3 separate regions of the Mus musculus genome follow, and regions 1 and 2 are each linked to region 3. Evidence: chromatin contacts called from public HiChIP or PLAC-seq and promoter capture Hi-C data. All regions are on one chromosome and are shown on one strand. The core of a region is the stretch at or near the end of the contact, and the rest is flanking DNA. Distances in the headings are between cores, read along the strand shown. Region 1 holds the start of Plec (plectin). Region 2 has its middle 9.8 kb from the start of Mir1942. Region 3 holds the start of Oplah (5-oxoprolinase (ATP-hydrolysing)).

What was found. HiChIP or PLAC-seq counts read pairs in DNA pulled down with a chosen protein or histone mark. Capture Hi-C pulls out chosen DNA fragments and counts their contacts.
Region 1: a contact with region 3 is called in a promoter capture Hi-C map of adipose tissue. The contact joins the promoter of Plec here to the promoter of Oplah in region 3. A contact is called at or near these places in 13 of 39 promoter capture datasets (the C10 cell line, the HPC-7 cell line, cranial neural crest and 9 more), 1 of 15 datasets of contacts at CTCF or cohesin (the NIH/3T3 cell line), 10 of 484 Hi-C or Micro-C datasets (CD8 T cells, Sertoli cells, embryonic stem cells and 5 more), 14 of 115 datasets of contacts at active chromatin or transcription factors (CD8 T cells, the HPC-7 cell line, bone marrow-derived macrophages and 10 more) and 4 of 9 other capture datasets (adipose tissue, bone marrow-derived macrophages, liver and 1 more).
Region 2: a contact with region 3 is called in an H3K4me3 HiChIP or PLAC-seq map of bone marrow-derived macrophages, with 2.2 times the contacts expected there. The contact joins the enhancer-like site here to the promoter of Oplah in region 3. A contact is called at or near these places in 20 of 39 promoter capture datasets (the C10 cell line, the HPC-7 cell line, cranial neural crest and 12 more), 2 of 15 datasets of contacts at CTCF or cohesin (both in the NIH/3T3 cell line), 8 of 484 Hi-C or Micro-C datasets (CD8 T cells, embryonic stem cells, forebrain and 3 more), 17 of 115 datasets of contacts at active chromatin or transcription factors (the 230-238 cell line, the HPC-7 cell line, SST interneurons and 11 more) and 3 of 9 other capture datasets (adipose tissue, liver and pancreatic islet).

Annotation. Positions count from the first base shown.
Region 1 is chr15:76,204,697-76,208,325 of GRCm38.p6, forward strand. Plec (plectin) reads right to left here and starts at 1,625. Exons shown (of 33, transcript NM_001163540.1): 1 at 902-1,625. The coding sequence starts at 1,442.
Region 2 is chr15:76,223,695-76,227,297 of GRCm38.p6, forward strand. It overlaps a transcript of Plec not described here. Among named protein-coding and RNA genes, the nearest start is that of Mir1942, 9.8 kb to the left of the region's middle. Within about 2 kb of position 1,582, at least 9 of the 459 cell types and tissues checked have an H3K27ac peak or open chromatin away from gene starts, as enhancers often do. A contact at or near this core is called in bone marrow-derived macrophages and macrophages, where this site is marked.
Region 3 is chr15:76,305,193-76,308,646 of GRCm38.p6, forward strand. It overlaps Oplah (5-oxoprolinase (ATP-hydrolysing)), which reads right to left and starts at 2,097. Exons shown (of 27, transcript NM_153122.3): 1 at 2,036-2,097; 2 at 1,283-1,506; 3 at 1,007-1,198; 4 at 469-568; 5 at 256-379; 6 at 1-143. The coding sequence starts at 1,453.

The DNA.
Region 1 (3,629 bases), core at 375-2,874, 100 kb before region 3:
GAGGGAGGCAGACAGATACCGGGCTGTTCTGATGCCTGCAATACATGGATACTGCTGGAGGTCCTGGGATGCCCTCAGCAGGCATTGAGGACAATGTGCCTCAGGAGAGCCTGCACAGGCATCACACACACCGAGAACACATAAGCCTATCCGAGTCCTGATGGTATAAGGGCTTAAGGGCAGAGGGGGTACCTTCTGGAAACCCCTGGGCCAATGGGTTGTTGTCCCATCCTCTAAGACCTGGTTCCCAGCTGGGGGGAACCAGACCCTCACCCAGACCATGGGCTGGGTCAGCATCCCAATGCCCTGACCTCTGCCCTCCTAGGCAGTGCTCCTGAGCTGTGCCCTTCTTCCCATCTCATCTAGAGCCGCTCCACCTCCAGATCATGGCCAACTCCCAGCAGGCCAAGCACCCAGTCATGGGGGCCCTCAGTACTGCTCATGTAATACAGAATCTTAGCCACTTGGCCATAGGGGAAGACAGACTCAAGCCTCAGTGGACAAGCGGTTTGCCTGAGTCAGTCTCATGCCAGCAGATCTTCTCTACACGCCCACTTCTGAAAAGAGGGGCCCCTAAAGGGTGGGGGAAGGAGGTGGGGGCAAGGGCAAGGACAGTGCCTGAGAGGGGTACAAACACGACTATGCCAACAGCTGGTCCTGCCAGTCTTGGGGCGTTCAGGCCCCGCCCTCACCAGGATTTACCCAGAGGAGCACAAGCCACGTGGGTCCACTGGCTAGAACACCCATCACCCTCCAGCAGAAAGGGCGCCACCTGCTGATATGAACAGAACCATACACACAATGTACTGCCCCCCAGAGCCCACCAGACCTAAGTCCCAACACCAAAAACACCTACAGTCACTTCCCATCCCTCACGGCCTGGAGCCAAAATTCAGCTGACCTGTGGCTGGGGCAGGCTCCGGACCTGGTCTGGCCAGGGTCCCCACGGTGGTGGCAGACACCACAGGGGTTTCAGGTGCCCCCTCCTCACGCTCCTTCCTGCGATAGACCTGCCGCTCCTCACGGGCAGGGTCCTCAGCTGGCAGAGGCCCCCTCTTTGGTGGGCAGCCTAGGGGACCTTGCATGGTCTGCACATGGGGGGAGCGACGACGTGCAGGTATCACCATGGCGACAGGGCGGCGCACACGCTGCAGAGAGGCAGGTACAATCTCCGGTGGCAGGTGTAAGTACTGGCGTAGGTGGTCAATGCCCTCGTTGGTCAGGTACCAGTAGAAGTGGCACCAGGCAAAGGTCTCCCGCACCAGGCCCCGAGCTTTCAGTGAAGCCATGGCACGCATGACCTGTAGATTGGTGACGCCGGGCACATGGGGATGCAGGCTGCGGGGTCGCCGGTCCTTCTTGGCAACCATCACCCCCTCACGGAAGAGCACCTCATAGATGGCCCGTAGCCGGTCCAGCGGCATGAGCATGCCAGCCACCATGGCTGCTGGAAGCCTGCCGGTCAGCACAGGGTGAGGACAGCAGGTGGGGCACAGCCAGGAGGCTGATGAAGCTCCTTTGGCACAAGATGCAGCAGGGGCCACTGGCAAACAGGCAGGCAGGCTCCGGTTCTAAGCACAAGGGCGCAGGCTCAGGGGCAGTGCGGCTCCAGAGCCTTGCTCTGTGAATTCCTGCGCCGGCAAGGCTGCCTGTCTGAGCCTCCCGCCTGCCCGCCCTCCAGGACGCCTGGGCCGGCCCCCTCTGACTCAGCAGCAGGGCCGGTCCCTCCCACCCACTACTGGCGGGGGCCCCTTGAAGAGTGGGGGGCACCAATAAACTGCCCCTCCCCACCCGGGCCACATAGCTCCAATGTCAGAAATTACATGTGTTTCTAAAACACTTGTTCAAGGTTCTCAAGACTGTGTGAAGGCAGGACGGAGTGTAATATGGATCAAGAATCAACCCCGCCCCCCTCAGAAGAGAACAGATGGGCAGAAAACAGGGAGCAGAGAGAGCAGGAGGGTCCTCATAAGGACAGCACCCCCTCACTGTGATCTCAGGGTGAGGTGAGGTATCATCTGTCCATAGCTATCTAAAGGAGGGGTTGCGCAAAGTAGAAAACTAAAAGAATCCAAGGGAGGAAGATTAGGGTATGGAGAAGAATCTGGGGTGTGGTGGTGGCCAGAGACCTGAAGGAGAAGAGTGGGAGGAGCTGCCAGGACGCACAGACAGTTGGCGGCAGGCACCACTGCCGCTGTCCATCAGAAAAGGAAAGGGACAGTACTGTGCCCCTCTCACCAGATGACCATGGAACGTAACACTTCCACGACAGGCTAGATTAGGGTGGGTCCAGAAACAAAGCCACTTTCCAGTCCAAGACCTCTGAAGAGAGCTCTGGGTGAGGCCTCTTTCCTCCCACACCTTCAGTGCAGCTGTTGGACGCCAGGGACTCCCAGCTGCCATAGGGAATCAAAGTCACCAAGTCCCTAACACCCCAGGCTTGGTGGCCCTGACATCCAAAAATTCCCTACCCCCAGGCAGCCTGAGTGTCCACTTGTGGCCGGAGGGGCAGGTGCTGTGGAGAGGACACGAGGACACCAGCAGGAACTGAAGTGAAAGGAAGAGGACTGAGCTCATGCCCTAAGGGCTGCCTAGCACAGCTGTCACCTCTGCTGGGCCCTCACAACCGAGGGTCCCACACGCATGTAGCCTGTGCTGGGTGCCACCACCCAATACTCCAACTCTCCCTGTGGTGCCGCACCAAACCCCCCATGCCATTAAGGCTCTCCCTGAATGGACACACCCATTCCCACCAAGCACTGCAACCCCAGGAACTGATTATAAATAGGGCGGAGGCGGGGGATCCTGCGGTGGGAGGCGCTGGCCAGAGGCAGGCGGGCAGCCAACAAAGCAGTGCGTGGGGCGGGTTTATGGGCTGTCGCCATGGTGCCCCAGCAGACTCCAAACATACAGACACAGACCGGTGGCGGGTGGAAACTCTGAAGGCTCAGCCAACAGTCCCCAAAGCCTTCCCTGAGGCCAGCTCAGCCAGCTCACTGCGGCAGGGCTCTCCCTGTACCACGCCCCTAGCCAGACTTAGGCAGGAAGGGGGGCAGGCCCTCGGAGCCCAACCCTGGAAGTGCAGAGCAGCACTAAATTGGGTCTGTAGGGCCGAGAGTGTACAGCCACCACACCCCCTTCCCTGTGGTACCTAAGGCACCAGTGCTTTAGTTACAGGACCAGTACCAACCCAGTTCTAAGAGCAAACAAATTCCGACTTGCTTGGCCTGTCCCTCAGACACTTCTCCACAGTAACCTGTACTCACCCCACCCCCACCCAGAGTTCCTATCTTCCTGACATGATTTCCTAACCTAATCCCATCAAATCTCTAATCCCCCACCCACGAAGCCAATACATAACTCACCACCATCCCCTAATGATCTCCAGCCACATCCAAAGTCCCCTGAGCCCTTGGACCTGAAGTCTCTTCTGCCCAGTCCCACGAGGGTGCCCTTACAGTAACTAAGTTGACCAAGTCATAGTCCCTATCCCACCTTTAGGCAGGAGAGGGCAGTAGCTCCCAGCACCAGAAGCAACGGGTAGGAATCTCTCCTCCCTCCTACCAGCCAGAGCACCTGCGAGCGTGAGACCGCAGGGAGGAGGAGCCTAGAACAACATGTCCTCCCAC
Region 2 (3,603 bases), core at 332-2,831, 82 kb before region 3:
CTAAGGATCAAGTAAACAAAGAGTCATGCTTCCAGGTAACAGAGTATTTTGTAATCATTTGAAACCATGAGACTGTTGATGACACTCAATAGGGGAAAAAAAATCTTTGCAACAAATCATGCTGGGACAGCAGGATAGTCACACACTAAAGTAGACACCTACTTCATGTCACACACAAAATGAACTCAAACAGACCAAAGGCCTCCACATAAGAACTAAATACAGCTCTGCTCTGAACACTGCCTGCTCTTTGGATGACACAGGTTCAAGTCCCAGCATTTACAAAGCAGCTGACAACCAGCTGTAACTCTAGTCCTGGGTGAACTGATGCCATCTTCTGGCCTCTACAGGCACTGCACACACACGGTGTACGTACAAGCAGGCAGCATACTCAGAAACTGAATTTTTTTTTTAAATATTAATAAGCTAAATATATACGGCTAGAAGTGTAGCTCAGTGGTGACTGCTCACCTCTCATGTGTGAAGCCTTGGATCCAATCCCAGAACCACAAAAATAAGTAAATAAATAGTACAACAAACAGCAAGTGTAAAAGTAAGAATAAGAACGGGACTGGGGGGGGGGGGGTCGGTTCAGTGGTTAAGCTCACTGGCTGCTCTTCTAGAGGTTCTGAGTTCAATTCTCGGCAACCACATGGTGACTCGCAACCATCTGTAACAGGATCTGATGCCCTCTTCTGGTGTGTCTGAAGACAGCTACAGTGTACTCACGTATATAAAATAAGCCTTAAAAAAAAAAATTCCAGGCTGGGCAGTGGTGGCGCACACCTTTTATCCCAGCACTTGGGAGGCAGAGTCAGGTGGATTTCTGAGTTTGAGGCCAGCCTGGTCTACAGAGTGAGTTCCAGGACAGCCAAGGCTACATAGAAAAACCCTGTCTCGAAAAACCAAAAAAAAAAAAAAAAAAAAAAAAAAAAAAAAAAAAAAAAAATTCCAGAAAAAGAAGAAGAGGGAGAGGGAGAAAGAGCAATAAGCAAAAATGTTTCTAGCTTTGGTTAGAGCAATGGTTTCTTAGATATAACATGTAAAGCATGGCCAACAAAAAATGAATGAACGAAAGAATGAATAAATAAATAAATCAGATATATAATAATAATGAAAACTTAATACACTTTTTGAGCTGGGAAGACAGCTCAACAGATAGAGGCACTTCCCACCAGGCAGAGGGACTGAGTTCAATCCCTGATACCCACGTGGAAGGAAAGACGCAAATGCCACACATTGTCCTTTAACCTCCACATGTTCACTATGACGCATGCTTGCCCCACCCAACAGACAGCAAGTGTAAAACTCCTCAGTTAAAAATACTTTCTCAGAACTTAAGTATCCAAAAGATCCTTCAAGAAATTAGAAGGGCACCTAGCCTGCTGAAGGCCCTGGGTTCCACGCACCACTCCACAAAAGGAAAAAATAAGTAGAAAAATTAATAGGCAGGCAGTGCAAAGAGGGGAGGAAATACACTGAAGACATTAGAAACATCATGCGGTGATATTGGGAGAGTAGAATACTTCAGCTCCTGTGGAAAACCATCTGGCAGTTCCTCAAACAGTTAAATATAGAATGACCACATGACCCAGCGACTCCACTGCAAGTCATCTACCCAAGAGAAAGCTACAAATGCACACACAGATGTGCGTGCGAGTGCTAACACACCATTCGTCATAATAATCCAAATGGAAATGTTGCTGTATCCATAAAGTGAAATATTCTACCGTGGTGGCGTATGTCCGGAAACTATGCTCCGGAGGTGAAGGCAAGAGGATTGTGAGCTCAAGGCCAGTCAGGGTTATACTGTATGATCCTGTCCCAAAAGAGAGGGTGGGGATAAAAGGGAGGTGGATAAGATACTGGTATGTGTGAGAGAAGGCCGACTCGAACAGGAGGAGTCCATTTAGATGAAATGGCCAATCCAGAATCTCTAAGAGCTGAGAGCAGAGTGGTTACAATAGCAGGGGACAGGGGGTGAGATGTTCTGGAACTGACTATGATGGATATACAACTCTGCAGATGTACAACTCTGCAGATATGCTAATACATACAAAAAAGACACAATTGTACACACGTGTGTGTGTGTGTATAGATTTTTTTTTTCGAAACAGGGTTTCTTTCAAATTTAGAGACCTGCCTGCCTCTGCCTCACAAGTGCTGGGATGAAAGGCGCACACAACTACCGCCTGGCGAATTGTACACTTTACATAAGTCAACTGTATTATGACCTGTGAAATGCATCTAAACACTAAGCATGGGGTCAACAGAATAAGGGCTAACAAGGAAAGCCAGTGTCTCCAGAGGTCATCAGAGTCGGGAGGACTCCGAGTACAGGAAGCTCTGTCTCCCTCTCGCCAGCTCCTCCCCTCCTCTCCCCTACCTCACAGACATCGGCACCAGGCACCACCACCTTACTACTTTTCTTTAAGGTAGTTCTATTGTGCCAGACTCTTTTATTTAGTGTTTGCCTTTCCACAGTTGAGAGATCTCAAGTCCTCTCCCAAGAGCCCCAAACAACTGGCAGCCCTTACCCTTGCCAGCTGAATGCTACTGTTAGTCACCGTTCATCCGTGCAAACACCCTGCGAATGCAAGCTGGGGGGCGGGGGGAGTGCTGGTGCCAGGGACGAAGATAACAGAGCTCAGAGTCCAGTATAGAGAAGGACAGGAACACAGGAGAGGGTACCACCCACAGCAGTACCAGGTCGGCCACAGCCTTCAAAGGAGCTTGCCCACCCCCACCCCCGTCTTGCTGTAGACATAGGGACATAGCTCCCGGCCTCTTTTCAACCCACCTTTCCCTCAGCCTGGTGTGGATCTCTCTCACACAGATACTTCTTGCAGATTCCCATCCCCCAATCCTTACCCACTCACCAAGAGCGCTCACCCCTGCCTCCATTCTCATGCTTTCTGCCCCGACGACGAGGCAGTGTGGCCAGCACGCTGCCAGCCACGCTGCCTGGCACTATATCGTTCCCATAAGTGACAGGGTAGGCCTCGAAGGTGCTGCTCATCTCCACCCTAAACTGTGCCCTGCCTCATACTTGGGGGTGGAGGAGGACTCAAGCTTTTTCTTCTTTACCAAACATCCCCATCTCTGTATCCTTTAATTATCCCCTCTCCCTCAAAACTTCCTGGGAGCCATTACAAAGCAGGCTCAGGGAAGCAGAGGTCAGGATACCTCTCAGAGGTGGACCAACTAGCAGGATACGTCATCAGCCCACTGATGCAGCAAGGGTGCTGGGCTGGGTTAGGCACCCAGAGCTCTCTAGCCACAAGCCCCATCTGTTTCCAACTCAGCAGGGATCTCCACAGATAGGAGGCAGGGTAGAGTGGGAAGACGGTGGAACTCAAGTAGACAGGAAGTTTAGAAAGTTTTAGGAAAAGCATTGCCCTGTGGGAAAGGCTGGGGATTTCCAGGCAGGAATGACTCTGGGGAAGAGGCCTGGGAGGCTGTAAATAGGAATGGAGGTCAATGGGATGAGAGTCAAAGGTGAAGGCAGCATCTCTTTAAAGGCTAGGGCCCTTCCTCAGTCCAGGCACTCCAGGTGGAACGCCCTAGGGAATTAGCCAACTGTAAGCTGGGACTAGAAGAGAG
Region 3 (3,454 bases), core at 847-3,346:
TGGGAGTGAGGTAAGCATCTGCACAGGCCGTATGCCCCCGAGGAACAATCCGCACCATGGGCATGACTTCCGAGGACAAGGAGACGTGCGTGAAGCCCAGCTCCCGGGCCAGTGTGCCCACCTGCTGCTCGTGCTGGGCCCACCTACAACGAGAACCCAGGGTTTGGGTGGGGGGGACTCTGTGCCTCCCACCCAACACCTTTCCAGCTTTCCTCTAGATCCAGTCTCCACGCACGGGAAACAGCCCTCACTCACGTGTACGAATGCATGAGTACCACTGCCAGGCTGTGAATGCCCCGAGTCAAGAGCCCCTCCAGCTTCCCACGCAGGGCTGCCAGATCCACAGGCTGCTGTATCTCTAGCAGGTCCCCTGTACAGCCTGAAACAAGCCCAAAGCCCCCATTCAAAAAAATTGCCAGGCTCTGCCTACCCCAAGAACCTCACACAGGATGTCAGCACCATGCGCACCTTTGACGGGAGAGCCGGCACCGGGTTCTCCACGATACAGCAGCACTCGCTCGTCCACCTCCACGACCTCCTCATACAGTACCTCTGGCATGGGCACAGCCTGAGGGCAGGCAGAGGCTCAGAGGAGACCCCGGCCTGAGTGGTCTATGGGGTCCTGCATGATGTCGCAGTGCGGGCCAAGGGGATGTGTTCCAAAAAGCTAGGAGACAGTCAAAATGGCCCAGCAAGGTCCACCCAGAAGGCTTCTCTCTGTACCCAAGCCCAAGCCCTTAAGAACTAGAGAACCAGCACCCTACCTCAAGAGGGCAGCTTCTTCCAGGAATTCAAAGGTGGAACTTCTATGTTCTCACCTTGAACTGGCAGAGTATTCCCATGCCAGTCTGGAAGTATGAGGACACGGGTCCTGCTAGCAGTGCTCAGTCTCCTTAAGGCCTACTAGCCACCATTGCTTCACAGACCTCCCCACAAGACCTTGGCTGGGGGAGGGGAAAGAGTGCACAAGCTTCACCTAATGCCCAGTTGGCACGGGAGAGCTCACCAGGTCAAAGAGGTCTGGGCGGGCCTGAGTGCCAATATGCAGCAGGTCTCGGAAACCGCGAGTCACCAGCAGTGCCACCCGTTCTCCCTGCCGTTCCAACAGAGCATTGGTGGCCACGGTGGTACCCATGCGGATGCTGGCGATGTGACTGGTGTCTAGCGGCCGGCCTCGGGGCAGCAGCACACCCCTCTCCTGGGGACCACATAGTCAGGGGGAGAACCTCAGGTTGGGGTCTCCCTAACACCTCCCCTCTGCCCGCCACTGGCCCTGGCCCACCTGCTCTAGAATTCGGCGGATGCCCTCTGTGGGTGCGTCTGCATAGTTGGCAGGATCCTCTGAGAGCAGCTTCAGGACACGTACATGCCCTCCTGGGCACTGGGCAAAGACATCTGTAAAGGTGCCACCACGGTCGATGGCAAAATGGAAGCGCTCTTCTGGGCTGCCCATGATGTTGAAGCTGGAGTCCAGCAGTGGCTCTTCGGCTGGTAGCCCTGGGAGAACTGGACAGAAGAGCCTGTCACTGGGAGTGAGGGGGGTTGGGGTTATTACTGAGGGGGGGCCAGGTTTCTAAGAAGAGGCTGGGATGGGAAACAAATGGATCCCGAGTCTAGAAGGTGCCCTGGGGAGGAGTCATAGAGTAGCTCTGGGTTTGGCAGGAGCTGCAGGACCCAGTCATAGGGTGGCCAGAGTAGAGTCAGAGCCAGGCAAGCCCAAATGCCAGCCACTGTCCCGGTGGCACAGGTCTGAGAGTCCTGCTGCCGATGGAAAGCCAGTACTTGGATTAGAGATAAAAGGACCCCGGAGCCCTTTCTTGCGGGAGGAGCCTGGATTCTTTCCTCAGGGAAAGGCACCCGAGTTAGGCTGGGCAGGTAAGAAATAGCTCCACTCCCCACTCTGCTCAAGTTTCCTGGCCCAGGCTTTATAGTCACTGGAACCCTACAGAATCTGTACAAGAGTGGGGCGAGGCTGAAAAGAGCGGAGGTACAGCGGAGCCCTCAGGGGGAAAGTAGGAAAGGCGGTAGCACAGACCCCACCAGCAGCCGAATCCGCTCTAGTCTTGCTTGTGTCCCGCTGCGCTTCCCGAAGGCCCTGCCCCCACCTCGGGGTGGGGCCTGGAGAAACACACCCCCACTCCCAACACACACACACAAACACAGACACACAAGCCTGGCGTGCCTGGCCCTCCGGATTACGTAATTGCGGGCCGGGCCTGAGCACCTCCTCCTTCGCCCAGAGCGATCCACGGATTGAGGGACTGAGTGGCCCTTGCCAGCAGGGGCGGACCCAGCGCTTTGGCTCAAGGGCACCTTGATTCTCGGAATTGCTGAACCTCTCTGCAAGTTCTGGGTCGCCGAAAGTGGACGCCCTTGATACCCAACTTCAGGTCTCTAAGTAACTGGTTGTACCCTAATGTAACAACATTTCTGATGTAGTCAGACTGTTCCCCAGAGTGGGAGGACCTGAGGCAGGAGATGGGTTGGGTGGAAAGGACCCGGCAAGGAACAAGGGAAGGTAGGAGGGCCTCTTATTCAGCAGCAAAGTGGCACAAAGATCAAGAGGCCTCTGCACACATCCCACAATCAACCCTTCAGTGTAAAAAAATGGCTCAGTACACCTAAACCCTCATGTGTCTCTCCTGTAGTGACACCAACAGACATTTGGAACTGGTGTTCCCCCTCACCGAGGACAACTGGTTAAAGTCTCCGTGTCCTCTACTCTCTTTCTCTCTCTCTCTCTCTCTCTCTCTCTCTCTCTCTCTCTCTCTTCTCTCTCTCTCTCTCCAGGGTTTCTCTGTATAGCCCTGGCTGTCCTGGAACTCATTTTGTAGACCAGGCTGGCCTCGAACTCAGAAATCTGCCTGCCTCCCAAGTGCTGGGATTCAAGGTGTGCACCACCACCGCCCAGCAACCCTCTTGTTTATTTAGTCAGTCTGTAAGTGGGCTTGATTCCAAGGAGAACGTGCATAGACAGAGGAGGCCCCAGGACAACCAAGACTTATAAGCAAGGAGAGTCAGAATTGGTTTCTTGCTTTGCTGTTCCTAGAGGGGTTTTAGCCCCAGGAAAGCAGATCTTCCTTACTAGGCCAGCATTTCTATTCTTTCTATGACAGAGTCCAGGGAGCCTCAACTGTGCTGGTTGGAAGTCAGAGCCTTTACAAGCAGAGTAGAGGCTGGGCTCAAGTCAGGCCTGAGCCATTTAGCATCCAAGTGAAGGGGCATGGGCAGGTCAAACTATTAGCCATGTGTGGTGGTGATGCTGACCTTCAAGGGTGGCTCCTAAGACTGTAGGAAATCAGTTGAACCCAAAGGCCTTTCCCCATGTGCTAGGCCAAGTATCAGACAGCTTAGGGCACACACCCAAATCCCCCATTCTAAGTACACTGCTGGCTCTCAAGGCCCACTTGGGCCTAGGAGGCTAGGATGCAGGTAAGCTGGTTATGTATTAGAC